Regions from separate parts of the Hordeum vulgare genome. Here region 2 is linked to region 1. The links are chromatin contacts, called in public Hi-C maps. All regions are on one chromosome and are shown on one strand. The core of a region is the stretch at or near the end of the contact, and the rest is flanking DNA. Distances in the headings are between cores, read along the strand shown. Region 1 holds the start of LOC123411247 (DAG protein, chloroplastic-like). Region 2 holds the start of LOC123411204.

Region 1 (5,569 bases), core at 439-2,938:
AAATCCACTCAAGTTATTCTCATGGTTCAAAACTCCAAATCCAGCTGCGGAGGTCGCTCGCTCAAGTGCTACATCATATCTTGGGCTTTGGATGAAGTTTTGTGCCTAGGAGCTCTCCCAATACTTGGTGGCGGAGCCTGATGATAGAATTGAGCAGTCTGTTGTTTCAGTACGCGAGTAAACGCCTGCAAAACTGGCACGGTAAGGATTTGGGTCAATTTAAACACAAAACTGTTGATAAGGGTGGATTAGCATGCAATTCTACCTCATGAAGATGCTGACTCAGGCTGACCGGCCTGTTGTTTCGGTCTCCTGCTGGCAGGGGGGCCATCTCTTCGCCTCTCATACCGTCTGCTTTCGTACTTTGAGGTCCTCCGCTCCTTTGGTTGGTAGGTTGGGTATGTGCACGGAATGATCTCACCATTTATGTATTTATCACCTGAAGAGAGAAAAAAAAAGTGAATACGGTAGTGATTAAGACACGAGAAGCATATAAACATGCAGCTACACATATTGTGTCACGCCAACCTCCGTAGTCTTTGTTTTTTACATCGATGTAGGAATCAGGGAGCACCCACAGGACACCAGGCAAACCTACAGGCAACGTAAGAACAGTTTAAAGAAGGGAATTCCAAAAATAGTGCAAAAACGGATGTGCCCCAAAACAGCGCGTAAATCGAGGATTACCCTTGAACTTCTCTGATGTTTCTTCATCGACAGTGCACTGGAACCCAGTGTAAGTGGTTGTGCTGAAGGCATACATGTTCTTCTTGGCTTCCTCCATGCTGCAATTGTAACAAGTTACTCAGTTTAGACTTTTATGTATACACCCTTCAGAATATGGATGCACCATATCAAACTAAAGAAGAAGAATTTAAGCCTACATTACACCCTGCTAAACTACACTCATGCTCACGTCACATCAGATGCAGGCACTGCTGCTCTTCTCATATGTGCAGCAATGCTGGAACAAGGTTCCAAGTATCTCACAAATAGACATTTGATCATTTGATGTGTATACGATAAAAAATCTTGTCAAACAAGAAGCACCTGTTTCATATCTATCTCCTGCATAGCAATTTCAGAAGCACGAGAGGACTACAAGCCGACCCAATGGAATTGCTAACATTTTGTCGATAATTTTCGAGTTACAGCCACTAGGAAATTGCTAGCATTTTCTCTACGAAAATAAGAAAATGCGCCAAATTTCTCTCACCAGACATACAGACGAAGAGTCATCAGCAGGGAGAAAGGGAAACCACGGCTTTACCTGCCGAGAACGGTGGCGAGGGTGTTGAGGTAGGTATCGATCATCTGCTCGCGCGTGGGCGCGGGGTCCTTTGGGAACTCCATGACGATCAGCCAGTGGTTGTAGTCACACCCGGGGAGCAGTATGGTCTCCCTCTGCTCGCTCCCAGGCGCCGCGCCGGCCGCCGTCGGCCTCCGCCGACGCTGGAGGCCCCCTGCCGGTGCGAGGGCGATCGCCGGAAAGGCTGCCGCCGCTGCGGCGGCGCGGGGGAGAGAAGCGGCTGAGAAGGAGGAAGCGGAGGGCTTGGCGGGGAAAGTGAAGGCGCTGGCCGCTACGCGCCCGGCGGCGGCGGCGGTCGGCAGGGCAGCCATTGAAGCGAGCGTACGTGTGGGGGGAGTGAGGTTTTGCGAGTTGCGGATAAGGTGAGACAGAGTCGAGTAGAAGAATGAGATATTTCAGGAGAAGGGTTTTAGGAGCCTTTGTGAGGATGGGCTGGGTAGGCTGCTATCCGGACCGCGTGTCTGTCTCCAGGCCCTCTTTTTTCTTGAGAAACACGGCCTTGTTGGCAGCTCCTATTGCGCGCCTTCACAGAAAAACCCTATTTAACGCGCACTGCGTCAAATAGTCAGGGCTTCGCACAGATACCCAGCCATGGTTCGGCAGTGGACCGGATGTTTAACTTTTTCAAGGCCTGCAGTTTTCGAAAATTTCTAGATGTTTTTCGCCCTTTTTTTATTTAAACTTCTAGAGGTTCTTTGAATTGGTTTTTCTTTCTTTTTCCGTTTTCCTTTTTCGTTATTCTTTTTTGTTTCTGTTTCAAAAAATGTTCTGGATTTTCACACATTGTTCCAAATTTTCTAAAAATGTTTAGGATTTTCACACATTGTTCCAAATTTTCTAAAAATGTTTAGGATTTTCAAACATTATTCTTCAAATTCGAAAAAAAAATTGCTTTTAAGAAAAATGTTCTTGATTTTCAAAAAATGTTATTCAAATTTAAAAAAATCTTTCAACTTTAAAAACAAATGTTCTGGATTTTCAGAAAATGTTTGGGATTTTCAAAATTTGTTCCTCAAATTCGGAAAATGTTGTTTACTTTAGAAAATTTCTGGATTTTCAAAAAATGTTTTGGATTTTCCATTTTTTTCATAAAATGTTCTTGTTTTTCGTAATTTGTTCTCAAGATTAAAAAATGTTCGTGTTTTCAACAAAATTCATGTTATGAATTTTTTTCAGTTCTTTTCAAAATTATTCTCATTTTGAAAATTTTCTCTCAAGATTCAAAAACTGCTCTTGCTTTAAAAAAAAATCACGCTTCCAAATTTGTTCGAGGTTTCCAAAACTGATCTCTATTTCAAAATTTTATTCTCAAGATTCAAAAAATGTTTATGCTTTAAAAAATTATTCGCTGTCCCAAATTTGTTCAGGATTTTTAAAAATTGTTCTTGGTTTTCAAATTTACTCTCAAGATTCCAAAAATATTCATGCTTCAAAAAATTATTTGCACTTTAAAATTTGTTCTCTAATTTATAAAATATTTATGTTTTCAAAAAATGACTGAGAAATTCAATGTTTGTTCGCTTTGATACAAAAAAGAAAAATGGAAAGAAAAACGAGACAAAAAAGGAAAAAATAAATAAGCAAAAAAGAAAAAAAAGGAAATTATCTGATTTTTTAGACAAAAAGAAAAGCTGGCCCCGCCCAGTCGGGCGCCCCCTGTGCGTGGGAGCGACCCCCTACCGCAGCGAGCGGCGGGTAGGAGTTCGCCGCCTTCATCGCCGGAGAACGTAACCAGCACGCACAACCGCATCTGGGTAGGCTGGCCCAAGAACAAACACAACACGAAAAAACGCAAGAAAAAAGTGCCAACCACGAATCAAACTCGCGTGGCCGCGCTTGTACAGGGAGGCTAACCATTAGGCCAACTAACTGCTACTGTTAGTAACTACTTTCATCAGGATACATTTAAGAACGAAGGACATGTCTACTCCCTAGCGTTTGGGACTGGTCGAGCAAAAAAGGAAATATTTGGTTTTTAGTAATCTATATAAAGATATATTTTGTTTCTTCTGATTCATATTAGAAAAGTATACATGAAAAAAGGAGAATTACAATAGCAACCATACGAATAGGTGTGAACTCATTTGTTTTGGGTTATCGGTTTTTTAAAATTAACTTTTAAACCATGCATTGGAATTAAGATCCGCTTTCACCGTTGTAACCATTGTGACGCGCGCTTCGAAACTAAATCCCGCATAGGTATGTTCCAATATAGTATTTTGTGTGCAATTTTATCCTTATTTGCTGCAACTGTCTATCAGTCGATGTGCAACTGGCTGACACTCGATATGCAACTTTCTCTCTACTCGTAAACGTGCAGTTTTCGTTGACGCAAACCAATGTAAACGCATTTAATCCGGAATTCCCGTTTTCACTTTTCTAAAAGAGTCATAACTTTTGACTCGAACATCAGAATTATGATCCGCTTTCACCGTTGGAATGCCCTTGATGTACTCTATGAAACTAGATCGCACATGTGTATGTTCCAACGAACTTTTGTGTATGCAATTTAATTTTTGTTTGATGCAACTGTCTAGCAGTCCATGGGCAACTGACTGAGCCAATGTAGAACTTTCTTTCTAATTGTGGACGTATAGTTTTAATTGATGAGAATAGGTATGAACACATTAATTCCGTTTTTCATTTTTCTAACAACTTTCATAACTTTTGACTTGCCATTGAAATTAAGATCCGCTTTTAGCATAAGAATCCTCACGACGCGCTCTTCGAAATTAGATCTTGCGTGGATACATTTCGAAGAACTTTTTTATGTACTAATTCGTCCTTGTTTGATGCAATTGTCTAGCAGTCGACGTGCAATTAAGTGTCAGTCGATGTGTAACTTTAGCCCCTTACCGACGGGCATGCATTTTTTATTAATGACGCCTCCACTCCAAACTACCGCCTACAAGTGTGAAAGTGCATGCTATGCCCCTAATCGACTTTTGGTGTTAATAACAACACATACATAGGAAACTAATCCTATTTGTTGAGTGTATCTCAGGACGGCAAGTACTTTAGTAGATTGAGAATTATGTGCCAAAGGTTGTCTGAGAAGATTGGGATTTATATTTTGAGAAGGCTCGGGATTAAGAAAAGATGATGTAGACTATTCTTTTGAGTTTACTGATATTGAGTATAGGGATCCCGCACTATTAAGAGGGGATCACAGGTTTTGCGATGAACTTGATCGTACCACATCTTCACTGTCATACCCAATACCACATAGTCTCCACTCTGCTCTTATCTCAAAACGGGTCTATTGCCTCGGACATCTGGCTCCCTCTGGACGTCCGAGGGCCGGAGGACCGGCAGGCTTCGGAAATCCGTAGCCCTTCACCAGAAGTTTGTGAGTCATATAACTCGGAAATCCGGCTCCCTCCGGACATCCGAGGGCCGGACGTCCGACCAGCCCCGGAAATCCGGAGCCCTGCACCAGTAGAAGTTGAGTTCTATAACTCGGATTTCCGGCTCCCTCCGGACGTCCGAGGGCCGGACGTCCGACCCCCTTCGGAAATCCGGAACCTACCACCAGAAGAAGTTGAGTCATATAACTCGGATTTTCGGTCCTCTCCGGACGTCTGGTCTGTGTTCAATTGTCAGTATTATCAGTCATATCTACAGGCCTCGGACGACCGACCCCTGTCGGACGTCCGACCCCTCGCGGACGCCCGGACGTCCGGCAACTGTCGGACGTCCGGACCATGTGTGACTTAAAGTGCCCCCAACGGCTGGATTTCACTCCCCACTATATATACTCTTCTCCCACCTCGTGAAATAGTGTCCAACACAGCTAGAATACATCCAAGAACACCTTTCCTCTCACTCACTCTTGTCTACACCAAATCCTAGATCCCAAGAGCATTTGTGAGTCCTTTTGAGTGTTGTTCCATTCAAAAGATAGATCGTCTCCCTCTCCTCCTTCCCACCAAAGTGATTTGTGATTTGAGCAAGTTTTGAGCAATCCCCGTGATCTTGTTACTCTTGGAGGTTGGAGACTCCTAGGCGGTAGGAGTCTTCGGAGAGGAATCAAACCATTGTGATTTCCCCCGAAAAGTTTGTGAAGGTTTGGAAGCCACCTCAAGGCTTACCACTAGTGGTTGAGAAACGCCGTCGTGGAGTTTCTTGGAAATATGCCCTAGAGGCAATAATAAATTAGTTATTATTATATTTCTTTGTTCATGATAATCGTTTATTATCCATGCTATATTGGAAACACAGTGCATGTGTGGATACATAGAAAAAACACTGTCCCTAGTA
Region 2 (5,203 bases), core at 30-2,529, 320 kb before region 1:
CAGGAGGGACCAGAATACACGCGGATTAAAAGATAAGCGGAGAAGCACAGAGCTACAATGAAAGGATCAAAGACAAGGCTAATTCAATGGTTGGGACATTGTTGGTTGCCGGAGACCTAGCAGGTTGGTCGCACATTTTCTTATTCTGATAAAAACAATCTGACGGGGAACTACTTTTTGCCTTAAAAATGTTACATGACCAGATCTGGATTCTAACAACAGCAGCAGAAAATACCAGGTGTCCTACAGTTTGTGATACTTCCACTTCATAATTTACAGTTCGTTATATAGAACTAGTCCATGCGCTATGAATTTACACTGATAAAAATTATTACTCCCTCCGATCCAAATTAGTTGTCACAGTTTTAGTACAAGTACTAAAGCTGCGGCAATTAATTTGGATTGGATGGAGTAATAATGTGCTGAGCACACTAAAAACTAATTTATTTTCTAGGAAAAGCATAAAAAGGCTAAACATATAATGCATGCAACATAATGAAACCATGATTTTTTTGCAATTAAGCAACATTTCTGCATTTTTGTTAGTGTGTCAAGTGTTGTGTAACCCCGCAAAAAAAAGTATTAAGTGGTGTGCAGATGAGTTACATGGCAACGGGTAACAGTTGTGTCATTGGATTTCCACACACTCCGAATTTGTAAAGGCTTCTAGTTGGATTTCAAGAACTATTATAGTAGACCGAAAGTGTGTCACCAACATGGCATTTTTATATCAAACAAGCAGAAATAGATGCCCGCGCTCGAGATCCACGCCGACCCTGAGATGGCGTTCGACGAGCTCGACGACCCGAACGAAGACCTCAAGGCCGGCGTCTGCGAGCAGCCGAAGCGCATGCGCCGCAAGGCAGCTGAAGCTAGAGGTCAGATCCAAACACCTGGTCGGCAACCGGAGTGCACGCTCAGTAGCAAAGGCACGAATTAAGGAAATGCAGCGCGCGACAGCAAACAGAGAAGCGATCGTGCAAGGGATGAGAGACGTACTCTTAGTATCGGCAGCGGAGGCGGCGGCGAGGAGGAGCGCCAGGAGCGCGGAGGCCAGCAGCGGCTGAGGGACGACCGCCATTCTCGGGATCTGACAGCGAGTGTGAGTGGGAGAGCTGGCTGGCCTGGAAGAAGTTGGTGGAGCTGGGCGAGAGCTTCCGTTCGATCTGCTGCGAGTGCGAGGTCTCGCTTTCTTAAATGCTTTCTCGAGTTTCTACTGCGCGCAATCTGCTCCCTCGCTCACTCTCTCCGTGGTTGGTGCGGATTGGCCAAGATGCCCCCGCCGACTATTTTCGGTTAGAAGGCAGCTATCCATAAACAACCGGGTCGGTCGACCGACGCAAAGATACGCCGCGCCTCTTCCCAAAAAGAAAAGGCTACCTATCCACTCCATTCATTAGTTCTTTTATAGTACAAAGAATATCAAAGTAAAAAAATGCATCCAGATCTATAAACGACTTAGCGACGACTATAATAACTGGAGCAAGCTGAACGCGCCCTGTCGACATCAACATTTCCTTATTGAAACCGAGCAAATCTTGGTGTAGAAGACAGTCGAAAAATCGTCATGTTAAGGTTTATAGGACAAGCGCATCAAAATAAAAATCAATGTCGATGAAGAGAAATGTAGATATGAAGGATCTAACCTCAGACACACGCACACAAACAAACGAAGACCAGATTCAAGAGGATCCATCGAAGATAAACGCTGACCAAATTCCACGAGATCCGCCGGAGACGCACCTCCACACACCCTCGGAAGAGGATAGATGCACCGTCGAGGCGGGGAACAGGCGAGGAAAACATTATTCCATCTTCAAGGAGACACTCCCTCGTCTTCATAAGCAATATGATGTCATTGGATCTATAGCCCACGTAGTGGTCATGGGTTGGTGTGTAGGACACACACACACTAATATTGGGTCCAGAATACAGAATAGTTATTCTGAGAATATTTCCGAACTTTCTCCGAAAGCTAAAAAACTGCACTGCTAGTCAAAGTACAATGCAATGTGAGCAGAAAAAACTACACGCTTTTTTCAGCATCGTTTTCATTCCATTTTTTCACAGTTTATCGAAACGAGGCATATATTATATCATTGGATAGTTATGGAAAATGCACAACTTCGTCATGTTGAACACGTTTCGAGATTCCTGATGTTTTAAGAGCAGTTTCGAAAAAGCTGAACGCCCCACAAGTGACAGCGAGCGTATTTTCGTGCCATTTTCTAAACCGCTCATCGGAATGAATCAAATGATACATCATTTTAAACCGCTCGTCTAGGTGCAACTTTTTCGTGTATATTCACTCTATATTTTTTTATGTTTTGAGGGCGGTTTTAAATTTATCGAAACACGGAACTCTGTTTTGCAATATTTTTTATTTTTTTGGTATGGTTTCCGCTGTAGTTTTTTAACTATTTGTTGGAACGAGGCGTGTGATGCGGCATTGAAAAGTTGTGGAATTGGTGCAACTTTCATATGTTGGACATTTGTTGAGATTCCTCATGGTTTTAAATGAATATTAAAAATGGTGTGGCGGCTGACGATTGGCAGCGATCATATTTTCATGATTTTTTTCAAATCGCTCGTTCGAATGATGCAAATGACATAGTGTTGGAAAGATATCGATGAGGCACAACTCTTTTATGTAGAAAGCTCTCTCTAGTTCCTTGCAGTTTAAGAGCCGTTTTTAAATTACCGAAATGTGGTTGTTTTTCAGGACAACAAAATTGACGTGTGAACTACATCAGAGAGAAGAATGCACTTCTTCGGACTGAAGACTGCACTACATCCGACGGGCAAGCGAACTTCATGGTTTCTGGTTTGTTATTTTTTCTAATTACTTTATGAACGAGAGTGGACCGCAGTGATGAGGGCAAGTGAACCACATCAAGGGGAAAAGCAAACCGGGACACGAGTCTAAGTAGTCTGCTTGATTTTTTAATTACTTTTTCTAACCTTTTTCATATGATTAAGTGGACCACATGATCAAGGTCAGTGTACCGCGTCATTTTTAAATGGACTAGGACTACGAGGTCGAATGACCACATAGTCAAGGTTAGTGAATGTCAGAAAAATGCATTCACAAATTTGCGAGGATCTGCATGTTTGTTATGGTCGAACCGCACGGCCACTCTGACAGAACTGCGCATCTTCGTCGTGCCCACAAATTGGCACTGGACTGAAAGCATCCACAAACTGAACCGCTGGTCTACAGCGCGTCTGGTCGAATGACAGTTGCCCGGTTGGAAAATGAAATACATGAGAACTGCACCTGCAACGCCAAATCGAGTTTGGTTGCTTCACTAAAATGGAAGATTTTGATGACATTGCTCACCTTCAAAGAAGAATTTTCCATTCTACTTTGTGAGACGACCTGCACATGATAAGGAATCAGGCAAACAATACATGGACCACACACACGCACACACCGCACTACATCGATGCACCGATGGACCGAACAGAGGTGAGCTCATGTGAAGCATATCTGAGCTCACCGCTCGCAAGTGAATTGTACATGTGGTTTACGAGTTCTTCAAAAGAAAAATATGCACAACGCATTTGGGTCTTGGTTGGCCCACACCAGTTCGAGTGAAATGTGTGTCAAGCGACAAACCTTGCACGTCGTGGCTCGAACTGCACGCGAGGAACCGTACGATGACGCCGGGGCGACTGGACCACTTTGATAAAAAAGAGGACTGCACGGCACCGGGAGGGGCCGGGCATGTTGCGTGCACCCATCGGTGGCTCGACACAGTGACACGTGAGTCTCCTTCATAGTCAAAGGGAACTGTGATCCACGACACCCAAACTGCATGGCAGTGGCGCCGGACTGCAACCTGACCGACACGAGACTCCACTATGGATGGACCTGAAGATGCATCCATGTCAAATGTGTCCATGTCGTGCATGAGAACGTATCCAGCAACAAGGTGTTGACTCACCGTGGATCAATACTAGGAGAGGAAGGAGGAGGGGTGGCCGAGCCACCAATGCCATTGATGGTCGTGCTCAGTATGGCCTCCCTCCATCGGAACCGCATCACCACAACGAGGTATTGCTGGATCTAGGAGCTGAGTGGGGGAAGGGTGCTCGGATCCGTCACTGGCTGGACATGGGGTGGCGGGGGAACTCTGAGCCACGCCCTCCTTGGCATCCCAAGGCGCGGCTCGGGAGAAATCCATCCGCGAAGGATGGAACCGTCGAGGGAGGCATGCGTTGGTGGGAACAGCGACAGGCGGAGGTGGTGCGGGCTAGAGCCAGCAAAGGATTCCTCTGCAACAGCAACCGCGACGGGTAGAGGTGGTGTGGTGGGTCGGGCGACTGTCGAGATTTGAAGGTTTATGGCGACGGTACATGTGCCGGGGACGACGGCTGGGTGAAGGTGGTGCGGGCCAGGGCGGTGTAGGTAGGTGGCGATGCGGGTCGGTGAGGCCTAAATCCTGTTGCTGGTTGTGTCGTCGGGAAGCGATGGCCGACGTGAGGAGAGGAGAGGCGGCGCACGATGCAGCCGGCGGTGTGGGGAAGGCTGTGATGTAGGGCGTGGGGGAGAAAGTGAGGGAGGGCGGCACGGGATGTCGGGGGAGGAGGGAGGTGGCCACCCCGCGCACGACGTGAGATGTGGGCGGCGTAGAGAGAGGAAGGTGGGGAGGAGTGGGGTGGTGTGGTCAGGTGGGTGGGCTGGGGGGTCCTTTTTATTTTTTATATGGTTCAGTTTGGTGCTTCGCACAGTGATAAAGTGTTGGTAGAATAAGAATATTAATGGACTTCAGGACATTATCGCAATTCTTGGCAACGAATATATAGATTGTCTATTCTGACATTGGGTGCAGAATAACAATTCTCACATCACTTCATAACTCCATGGTTAACGCGAGTGCAGTGCGTCCCTATCGAACGAGCACTCCAATGTCACCAGAAAAAACTACATGCATTGTTTTCACTCCAGTTTTTAGACCGTTTGTTGGAGCAAGGCTTATAATATACCGTTGGATTGGTATGGGAAATTCACAGCTCTGCCATGTTGAACACTTTTTGAGATTCCTCTCGGTTTAAGGGCAATTTCGAAAATGGTGGGTGCCCGACGGGTGGCAACGAGCGTATTTTCGTGATTTTTTCTAAACTTCTCTTTAGAATCGAGCAAATGATATGGCGTTGGAAAGATATCATCAAGCTGCAAATTTCCATGTATATTACACTC

What was found. A called contact is a pair of places that touch in the nucleus more often than the background predicts.
Region 2: a contact with region 1 is called in a Hi-C map of leaf, with 4 times the contacts expected there. The contact joins the promoter of LOC123411204 here to the promoter of LOC123411247 in region 1. A contact is called at or near these places in 2 of 6 Hi-C or Micro-C datasets (leaf and seedling) and 1 of 1 datasets of contacts at active chromatin or transcription factors (embryo).

What each region holds. Positions count from the first base shown.
Region 1 is chr7H:400,973,035-400,978,603 of MorexV3_pseudomolecules_assembly, reverse strand. It overlaps LOC123411247 (DAG protein, chloroplastic-like), which reads right to left and starts at 1,688. Exons shown (of 5, transcript XM_045104181.1): 1 at 1,271-1,688; 2 at 688-785; 3 at 529-594; 4 at 266-439; 5 at 1-193. The coding sequence starts at 1,620. The coding sequence ends at 267.
Region 2 is chr7H:401,288,008-401,293,210 of MorexV3_pseudomolecules_assembly, reverse strand. LOC123411204 reads right to left here and starts at 1,279. Exons shown (of 2, transcript XM_045104148.1): 1 at 1,000-1,279. The coding sequence starts at 1,081.